Regions from separate parts of the Mus musculus genome. Here region 2 is linked to region 1. A link is a contact called in public HiChIP or PLAC-seq data. All regions are on one chromosome and are shown on one strand. Each heading gives the region's core, a stretch centred on a gene start, on an enhancer-like site or on the middle of the called end of the contact. The rest is flanking DNA. Distances are from core to core; before and after follow the strand shown.

Evidence for each region. HiChIP or PLAC-seq counts read pairs in DNA pulled down with a chosen protein or histone mark.
Region 2: a FOXA1 HiChIP or PLAC-seq map of pancreatic cancer cells shows a contact between it and region 1. The contact joins two enhancer-like sites. A contact is called at or near these places in 8 of 39 promoter capture datasets (the 3T3-L1 cell line, 3T3-L1-derived adipocytes, the C10 cell line and 3 more) and 2 of 115 datasets of contacts at active chromatin or transcription factors (forebrain and pancreatic cancer cells).

Annotation. Positions count from the first base shown.
Region 1 is chr8:126,495,252-126,500,389 of GRCm38.p6, forward strand. It overlaps Gm51605 (a long non-coding RNA gene), which reads right to left. Exons shown (of 2, transcript XR_003947621.1): 1 at 2,037-5,138; 2 at 1-615. Among named protein-coding and RNA genes, the nearest start is that of Gm51605, 2.9 kb to the right of the region's middle. Within about 2 kb of position 2,515, at least 354 of the 459 cell types and tissues checked have an H3K27ac peak or open chromatin away from gene starts, as enhancers often do. A contact at or near this core is called in pancreatic cancer cells, where this site is marked.
Region 2 is chr8:127,086,103-127,091,240 of GRCm38.p6, forward strand. The region is part of intron 1 of Pard3 (par-3 family cell polarity regulator); the gene reads left to right. Among named protein-coding and RNA genes, the nearest start is that of Pard3, 25 kb to the left of the region's middle. Within about 2 kb of position 2,514, at least 20 of the 459 cell types and tissues checked have an H3K27ac peak or open chromatin away from gene starts, as enhancers often do. A contact at or near this core is called in pancreatic cancer cells, where this site is marked.

The sequences.
Region 1 (5,138 bases), core at 1,265-3,764:
AAAACACCTACCTAAAATAGCACACGGCTTTGTTCCCCTAAATTCATACGAAGTATTTTAAATGTATTTTAATCAATCTCTTGAGATTTTCATACACGTTTACGATACATTTTGATTATATTCACCCCATCGTTCTGCCCCAACCCCTCCCAGATCCACCTGTATTCTGCCCTCCCCCAAGTTTATGCACTTGATTTTGTTGTTTATTTCCTTTCCTCTTTTTTTTTTTTTCAACAGATGAATTTGCACTGCCCATTTACTCCTGAGTGTAGGGCTAGCCACTGGAGCATGATTAACCAACCAGGGGCTGTACACTTAACAAAAACTGATAATTCCTCTCCTAGAAGATATCAACTGTCAGTAGTTCCTAAGCCCTACCCCGTTCATGCCCCTCCCCTTCCCTTCCACGTCCCTCCCCTTCCACGCCCCTCCCCTTCCACACCACGCCCCTTCCATTCTACAATATAGACAACTTGATCTTGCGCAGGTAACCACAATGGCCATGCGTTCAGGGGTGCCGCAGTCCAGTCGTGTCCGGAAGACATTTCCCTTGGCCCCTTCCCGATCTCTGGGTGTTATAGTCTTTTCATCTCTCTTCCACGACGGTTGCCAAGCCTTGGGCAGGGAGAATTATATAGATGCTTCATTTGTTGAGCCCTCCAACATTTACTCTCTGACCTCTGATTGGTTGTGAGTTTCTGTGTTAACCGCCATCTACTGCACAAAGGCACTTTTCTGATGGGGGCTGGGAACTACACCAATCCATGGTATACAGTTATAAATTTAAAGGGCAATTTGAGGGCTGGGGAGATGGCTCAGCGGTTAAGAGCACCCACTACCCTTCTGAAAGTCCTGAGTTCAATTCCCACCAACTGCATGGTGGTTCACAACCATCTGTAATGGGATCCGATGCCCTCTTCTGGTGTGTCTAAAGACAGCGACGATGTACACATACAAAGTAAGTAAATAAATCTTAAAGGGCAATTTGATTATTTAGTATAATAATAAGCAGTATGTTCTCTCTGGGATCTTTGGGGCTCCCTGACCACAGCACATGGACAGATTTGTGGTACCAGACATCTGTCTCCTCCTGTGGAGTTGGCCCCAAGTCCAACTGGAAACAATAGCATAACAATTACTGCTATTCACAGGGCTCTCAGCTTGAAAAGATAATTGGTGACATGTTAGCCCTGACTGCCTTTCAGTACTGAGAGCTGGCCACAGGGTTGAAGCTTCCTGGTCCCTACTAACTTGATTTCTCTATTTCCAGTAGCCTATGTGTGTGATGTCTTCAGCAATAGGATCCCCCCATCGAGTCTACTGGGTAACCAGGGGCAGAGGCAACACAATGCTCAAGTCTTAATCCCCAGAAGATCATTTCCTCAGAAGATGGATGCATTTGGGGACAAGGCCTTCAAAGAGATGACTAAGATAAAAAGCAGTCAGGAGGATACGTCCTATTTCAACATGATTGATGTCCTTATAAGAAGTAGATTAGGGTACAGGCAGTCATAGAGTAAAGACCACTGAGGACACGGAGAGATAACGGTTGTACCGTGCCCTTGGGAGGCCTCCAAAGACACCAACTCTAAGAAGGCCTTAACCTCAGACTTCTAGCCCCAGAACAAAGAAAATGTTAACTGAATCACTCATCGTGTGGGACACGACTACCGAAGCCAGAGCCATCTTCACAGCTACTTGGTCACATGTCAGGCCTCCTCCAGGTATCAGAGGCTCTTGATATGGTCTGTGATCTGGTCTATCAGCATGAACACCCATGAGGCTGGTGTTCTGAGGGTGTCAACATGTCCACAGGTGGAGTTTGAAAAGTGTGGGGTTCAGCAGACTAGAGAAGAATGTACATATGTTTCAGGCAGGGGTGAGACAGGGACTCCTGTGCTCAAGTGTTAGTGGAGTCGTGACAGGGAGAACATGGTCTGGGAGGGTGTAAGGCAAGGCAGACTTCTCAGAGCTGTAAGCTCGTGTCAAGTGCTGGCCCTGGGGCTGGGGTGCAGCTGAGTTGCTGGAATGCTTACCTATCAGCCGTGAAGTCCTGGGTTTGATCCCCAGCACGATGGTGTGATGATGTGCCTCTATAATTCAAGCACTCAGGAGGTGGAAACAGGAGAACCAAAACCTCAAGGTCTTTCTTGAACACATAGCAAGTTTGAGACCCTGTCTCTAAAAACTAAACAAAACTGGCCTTGAAGCCATTGAAGTCGTTGTCTGGTTCAAGAAGGATGTGAGGCAGTGAGTATCCGGAGGTATAATGATGAGTAGGAGCGGGCACATCTGACCTCCTTGTCTTCCGTTGGTGTTTTGAAACAGATCTTTAAAAAGCCCAAATGAGTTCCCTCTGAGTTCTCCATTAATGAGAAAAAGGCCCGGATGGTACCTGCAATGCTAGCCAGTGACCACCAGATGGCACTCTGTCCCCGCTGTGCAGGCTCACAGCCCAGGGCCTCAGGAAATGTGTCACTGTGCCTCCTTTGCCCGACACTCCCCCTCCTCCCGCAGCAGTCCCGTGTCTACACCACAGGAAGCTCGTCTTTGGGGACATGTGTGAAACTCCACACCGCCTGGCTTAGCTCTGCCTCCTGTTCCTCCTGGGGACATAGCAAGCAAGATCTCACCTACCCTGAAGAGGCCCGAAGAGTCCTCCAGGCGCTCCCGAGCCTGCGTTCTGGCTAGGCACTGAGCTTCCATTTTGAAATCTGCTGCCCAGGAGAAGCACACCCGATGGAAGAGAAGCATATTTCAGAACTATGTATTGATAGATCTGCACCCCTGGCACGAATGCAGCCCTGCAAACACGGCTACCCTGGCATTTAGACCACTTACAGTGGGGTGTAAGACTGACGTAATCCCCAACCTCGGCCCTGGAGAATTAATGAGTTGTTCATGCCATGAGCCGTGAAAGAAAGACTTGCACTGGGGTGGGCGGTTACTGCTTGCCCAGAGTGGCGGAATGAGCCATGGGGCTGGAGGCCAAAGGACTCGGGCCACCCATGCAGGGAATTAACTCCCAGAGATCCATCGCAGGCACGGAGGGCACGGAGCAATCGCTCCATTTGAAGTTTGCATGCCTCTCGGCCCTGCACATCTGAGACTTGGGGTCCATCCCATAGGAACCAGTCCATGACCAAAATCTGGCCGTTGAAAATCTACTGTTGTCAAGCTCTGGCTTTTAGGCAGAGAGCCCTGTCCTTGCTTTCAACTCCAAAAGCAATGAATAATTAATCATCACATTCTTGAATAGAAAGGACGTTTCAATGGATGAGTGACACTTTCAATAGGGTTCTCTGATATTTGCTGTTGCTTCCTTCTGTCTGAAGCAGGACCCCAGGAGTGAAAGGAAGCGAAGACAGAGGCAACATTGTGTTTATTACCGGCTGTGCTTTTGACCCATCAGAAACTGGAGTGGATAGAGAGCAGCTGGATCGGATATTTACCTTGGCACCTGCCCCGCACCAGGCTCTCTCTCTCTCCCATATGTTATATAAGCAGTTTCATGCTCCATACTCGGGGCAATGCTTGGCAGTTGGCTTTGAACCTTTTGTGTGAGTGTATGTGTGCACATATGCCTATGGGTGCCTGTGTGTATGTGTTGCTTGTATGTGTATACATGTGTGTGAAAGGCCAGAAGGCAATCCCAGGTGTCCTTTCTTCATACTATCTGTATTATTTTTTTGAGACTCTTTGATCTGACCTCACCAAGCAGACTAGACTGACTGGCCAGTGAGGCCAAGGGATCTATCTACCTGAGTCCTTGTCTTAGTTAGGGTTTTACTGCTGTGAACAGACACCATGACCAAGGCAACTCTTGTAAGGACAGCGTTTCATTGGGGCTGGCTTACAGGTTCAGAGGTTTAGCCCATTATCATCAAGGCAAGAAGCATTGGCAGCATTCATGCAAGCATGTTGCAGGAGGAGCTGAGAGTTCTAAGTCTTCATCCAAAGGCAGACAGGAGACTAGCTTCCAGGCATCTAGAATGAGGGTCTCCAAGCCTACCCCCACAGTGACATACTTCCTCCAACAAGGCCACACTTCCTAATAGTGCCACTCCCTGGGGCAAGCATATTGAAATCACCAAAGTCCAAGTCCCAAGTACTAGAACTACAAGTGTAAGCCAACACTTCTAGGTTTTTTTGTGTATGTGTTTGTTTTGTTTTTCTCTTTAGTGTGGATTCTGGGCATTAAACTCAAGTCCTCATGGTTGCAGGGCAAGCACTTTACCAGCTAAGTCATCTCCCAGATCCACACCTGGGCTCTCACATGAAGAACCAATGTTTAGAGAGGCGAGGCAGCTTGGCTTGCCCAATGTCACACGTGCTTTAGTAGTTGGCATAAGTCTGACTTCAAAGTCTGGGTTTATCTCTCAGCACCAAAGTTTCATAGACTCATGAACTTCATAGTCAAGATGGACCTGGTGTCTGTGTGTGTGTGTGTGTGTGTGTTGTTACACATATGTGTTAGTTGCTTTGTACACCTGTGCACATGTAGAGGTCAGAGGAGGAAGGCAGGTGTCCTGCTTTGTCACTCTCTGCCTTGTCCCCTACAGGATGACCTCTCAGCGAATCCAGAGCTAGGTTGGCAGTAGACAAGCCCGGGTAATCCTCCTGTCTCCATCTTGCACATCACTGGGGTTACCTGTAAGTGTGACTATGCCCAGCTTCTTACACGCATACTAGAGATTTGAACCGTAGTCTTCAAGCTTGGTCATCAGATGTTCTTGCCTGCCTAGTCATTTCCCCAAGCCCTCCAGAATTTCCCTACGATGAAAGCTAAATAAATGTGACCATATATGAAGTCAAAGGCTGAAGCTGGAAGACTGAGACTTCAGGATTCAGAGAGCCTGGAACTGGAGAGACAACACAGCAGTTACAAACACTTGTTACTCTTTCAGAGGACTCTTCTGCCCTAACATGCCCCGCCCCCATACATCCCAGAAAGATGAGTGTGGTGCAGTAGGGTCTCCACAGTGGGGAGAGCTGTGGTCAGAGGAGTTCCCTCAACCTTTCAGGGGCCTTTCAAGGATACTGATCCTTGACTTCAATGCAGGAAGAAGTTCAAGAGAAACCACTGGAATCAGAGATGGAGTTTGTTAAAAGTAGAAAGAAAGCTTTTTGGGGGAATG
Region 2 (5,138 bases), core at 1,264-3,763, 590 kb after region 1:
TTGTAAAAGCATTCTCTTGACAATTATCTGAAGAGTATTGGCTTCACAATGCATAAGTAAGGGAGGATTTGGAAAACAATGGTTTTATGTTTCTGGGGTTACAAAGGCCCAGCTTTGTGGAACATGCAGGTTTTGGGGATTTGGAAAACTGCCCATTTTCAATACGATCAGATCATTCAGCTTGTGTGTTTTGTTAAAGATATAGCCTTGCCACATGCACCAAAGGATTGACAGCATTCCTAAGTGAAGCTGCAGCTACTGTCCCCGTTGAGAAGCCTTCCAGCTCCATCTAATGTGTGGTGTGTGCACTCCCCTGCAGCTACTTGATTCTGTAATTGTTTTCAGAAATTAATTGGAACAAACTTCAATATCCACTTTGCTTCCAGCAGTCACAAGTCAAGGGGACATTTAGATGGTGATTAGACTTCTGGCACTCAGTCACTCACTTTCTTTTTCTTTTCAAATCCCCCTGTGTGTGTGAGTGTGTGTATGTGTGTGTGTGAGTGTGCATGAGTGTGTGTATGTGTAAGTGAGTGTGTATGTGTAAGTGTGTAAGTGTGTGAGTATAAGTGTGAATGTGTGAGCACATGCATGTGTGTGTGTGAATGTGAATGTGTGTAGTGTATGTGTATGTATGTGTGAGTGTGTATGTATGTGAACGAGTGTATAAGTGTGAGTCTAAGTGTGTAGGTGTGTAAATAAGTGTGTGAGTGTATGTGAATATGTGAGTGTGTGTATGTGTGTGAGTGTATGTGTGTGTGTGATTATGTGTATGAGTATATGAGTGTGTGTGAGCACATATGTGTGTATGAGTGTGTGTATGTGTGAGTGTATGTGTGTGAGTATGTGTGTGAACGAGTGTCTAAGTGTGTGAGTGTGTATGTGAGTGTGTGTATGTGAGTGTGTGTATGTGTGTGAGTGTGTGTGTAGATCAGAGGACAGTCTTAGGTGTGAGTCTTCCCCTTGCACCTTGTTTCAGAGTGTGTTAATCACCACAGGCAGCCCCCACATTTCTCTTGTCTCCACCTCCATCTCACACAGGAGTGTTCGTAGAGTTGCAGAGATAGCTGTTGCTTCCATGTTCTGCTGTAGGTTCTCCTCTCGTGGCAGCACTCTGCTCACTGAGCTAGATCCTCAGATGTAGCTCAAGTTTTCTGAATTTCACTCTCCCCTTTCCTCCTTGGAACTGAACCTGGAGCTCCTGCCCAGACCATGGCACTTAAACATTTCAAAGAGCATATGGAGACATAAGAGCAGGGGTACCTGCTGGGAATATTACTCAGATAAAGAGTCTAAGATAAGCTTTGCACCAGATAACCAGAGGGCATCAGATCCCCTGGAGCTGAAATTATAGGCAGTTGTAAGCCATCCATGAAGGGTGCTGAGAACCCAGTGTGGGTCTTCTGTGAGAGCAGTAAGTGCTCTTAACCACTGAGCAATCTCTCCAGATCCGAAGAATGTGTTTTAATGGAACTGGTCTATTTGCACATGAACTGACAGAAAATTACTCAATACCACACTTCACAAATGAAATAAAATGTCAAACTTAAGAGTTAATTTATTGCCTCAGGAAAAGCCCAGGGCTGTGTTTGCTTAGGATTGACATTTGACTTTACAAGAGTATCTTTAGTGAGTAAGAAAGTTAACAGCTATTTCTGTTTCACTGGTTTTTTTTTCCTCCAAACATTCTAAGATCTTGGTACACTCTTAGACCATGCAGGAGTGACTTTCCTTCACAGTTGCACAGAACCATCTGTAAGAAACAGAACCATCTATAACAGAACACCCAGTTGGCACAGGACCTTCCTCATGACAGCTAGTGTGCCCCGTGGAATCCTTTCCCCAGGGCGGGAGAACCTGGCTGTTTTACTCTATGTCATACTTACATCCACAGGAAACCCTAGCTATCTATGTTTTACAGTGTATAATGCATCCACAGGAGATCCTGGTATTATTGTGTCGTTTATCATTCATGCATTCACGGACTTCCTAGGCTCTGTTCCACTGTGTATCATGCATGTGTTCACAGGAGACCCTGGTTTTGTTTCACAGTATATCATGATTCCACAGGAAATGTTTTATTGTATATTATGTGTGCATTCACAGGAGTTCCTGGCTCTGTTTCACTGGATATCATGCATGCTAGGCAAGCACTTTACCAGCTGAGTAACACTCCCAGTCCAAGCATTAACTGTTAAAAACAAGCAAGCAAATAAGCAAACCACGCAGAGGGGCTGATGAATCTGTTTATTCTGTTCCATTTCTCCAAATGTGGAAACCACCAGAAGAAATCAATAAAGAGGGAAAGGGGAATGACCAAAGAGCCGACAGGAAATGCCATACCCCCTACCAAGCCTTTCTGCCATATAAGGAGCATGGGCTTAGGTCGTGGGGGGTTGCGGGGGGTGGGGGCGGGGAGGGAAATCCAATCGCTCCCTCCTGCAAGGATGCATCCGTCACCAGGGAGGGAACACCAACTGTGAGACCCAGAAGCCCCACCGTGACATCTGTCCTTGATTTGTGCATGCCTGTGGTGCTCTGGTGGGCCAGGTGGAGCCAGGCTCCAGTCCTTAAACAATCACAGCTTTATTGGATACCTAGCTTGAACTGAGAAGCACCGACCGTGAACCTGAGCACCTGTCCCAAGTTCACAGCAAGTACAAATCAGTGCAAACACATTCTTCATCTATACGACACCCTGGGTTGCTTTTGTGTCTACCATTGTATATATATATAACCCATACCATCTTGTGATTAGCCCAAACGCTGAATTTTGGCTTCTTCTTGTGCTTGCTGTTGTGAGTGGTGTTTCTAGCATTTTCATATTACAGTTGCATTGTGTCTTCCTTCTGGACTGACTATTGTTTTTTGTGTTGGTTGAGAAGTCTTGTTTCACACACAGAAACCGAACAGAGAAACAACAGCTATTTGGAATTTCATCTCTCTTTTATTTAAGAAGTACAGCTTCTCTAAAAACCCTTTTAAGAGACTAGGAGTATGTTGTCTGCCCGTTGGATAAGGCAGGCCCAAGACCGAAGCCTAAGTTTCTCCTTCGCAATGATTTTATTAATGACTCCCAGCAGACTTTTCACGGCAGAGCCGGATTTCCTCCCATTGTGTGTCTTGGTGACCTCGGAGAAATAACTCTGTAGTGCAGGGTGCATGTGACACCTTTCTGATTAGAGGCTTTCAATAATGAGACGTTTATCCCTGAAAATACTGCCAACAAAATTTTATTACTAGGGTAAGGGAAGTGCTTAAGGCCCCTATTAAGTCAATTGTTACTTTGTATTCTCCATCGGTCTGAAGCTATTTTGAGAGTGTTGCACGGAATACCATAGCGGCCTGGCATAAACTAGAATTTGGACTTAACTAGGAGCACTCTTAAACCATTTTGCAAATAGTTTCTGTGACTCTAATTTTGGAGAGCATTCATCTTCAGGGGCAGAATATAGAAAAGCACAATGGTTCTTGGAAATTTATATTCCAGAATTTTTAATTTTTTAAATTTTTAAAATTTTTTTGTCAGCAAGTTTCAGTAACTTTGAAATCATTGGTAGAAACGATGCAGTTGCTGTCATGCTCAGTGTAGTGAGTAGTGTCATGGGTGGCTTACCCATGGGTGTACAGTGGCATCTGGGGGTAGAAGGGGAAGAAACAGGGTGTCCTTGGAAAGACAGGGCGTCATTATTGATTTCAGGTCCTACCCAGAAGTCTTTATTTATTTATTCATTTATTTACTTTAGTTTATTTTTTCTTTATGAGTGTTTTTGCTTGTGTACCGGATGTGTGCTTGGTGCCCTTGGAGGCCAGAAGAGGATGTTGGATCCCTGGAACTAAAATTACAGATAGTTATGAGCCACCATGTGGCTGCTGGGAATCGAACCTGAGTTTTCTGAAAGATCGGCCAGTTCTCTAATCACCGAACCATTGCTCCAGCCTGGTATCCAGAAGTCTTAATACTATTGGTTGTCTATCTGTCTGTCTGTCTGTCTGTTTGTTTGTTTGTTGTTCTTTGTTTTCTGAGGCAAGTCCTCACTCTCCCAGGGTTTCCTTGAAACTTTGTAGTCCAGGCTGGGCCTCTACTTATCAGCTCTGGGGTTCTAGGTATGTACCTGCACACAGGGAAACATGGTCTGTCATTTATGTCAATGGAGTCATAGTCTCTTAGTTCATAAATTCGCACAGTGTACTTTAGAGTTGAAAACTGGGGGTTTCTTCTAGATGTGTAGATGTTTTGGGTGCAGTGGAATAATCTCCCCACAGCTTTGCTGAGGTGCTCTGATGCCGTGTGCTGTAGGCCTGCTTCTAAGGGGACATCTTCAATTAGGATGCGAGTTTGCAAGTTTGCAATGTCTGTAGATTTTCACTATCACTGATTTTTTGCTATTTACCACTCAGCAGCACAGACCTCATACGCTCCCTGCATCCATGACATACGACTCTGAAGGGGAATACCCAAGCTGAAATTAAGGCACTGTAGCAATACTGTGACCTTGTACCACATGAGTTCATTGAAACAGTGATTGCTTTCTGCCTGTGCCAAGCCCAGTGTTTAAAATCCAACAAATCTAACTCTGACTTAGAATTTGCTAGGTCCCAGGGTTTAGAGTTCAGCAGACCGAGAAACTGCTTGGTCCTCTCACAAGGAACCAATATTCTTCCAGGTCCCTTCTCTCTCCCCATTTGAGACAGCACAGAACTTGAATATGGTAGGTGAAGCTGCACACAGTGGTGAAATTTAAAGAAGTTCAACTGTGGGTTCAATAATGAAAGACTTCAATGTCTTATGAAAACAGTTGCTAGTGTGGTCCCAGGAAGTAGGACCAATTCACTGTTTGATTACCTCATATAATTCTTCTTGTTGAATATTGTGTGTGTATGGCATTTTACAGCCATATTCTGAACAGGCAAGTTTTCATGTTCCGGCTAAGATGGGGTCATGGGTCATGAGCAACAGTGTTTGTTCTCCCTTTGTTCTTCTCAGAGCCCCAGGTTTTACCAGAATCTGCTGCTCCTAAGGCAGAGAAACACTCAGGCTTGCAGGCTTGTGGACATGGCTGCACAACCATGAGCGAGCCTCCCGAAGCCACGCAGTTGCAAGCTGTGCGCTCTCCATTTGTAAGGAGTCCTAGAGA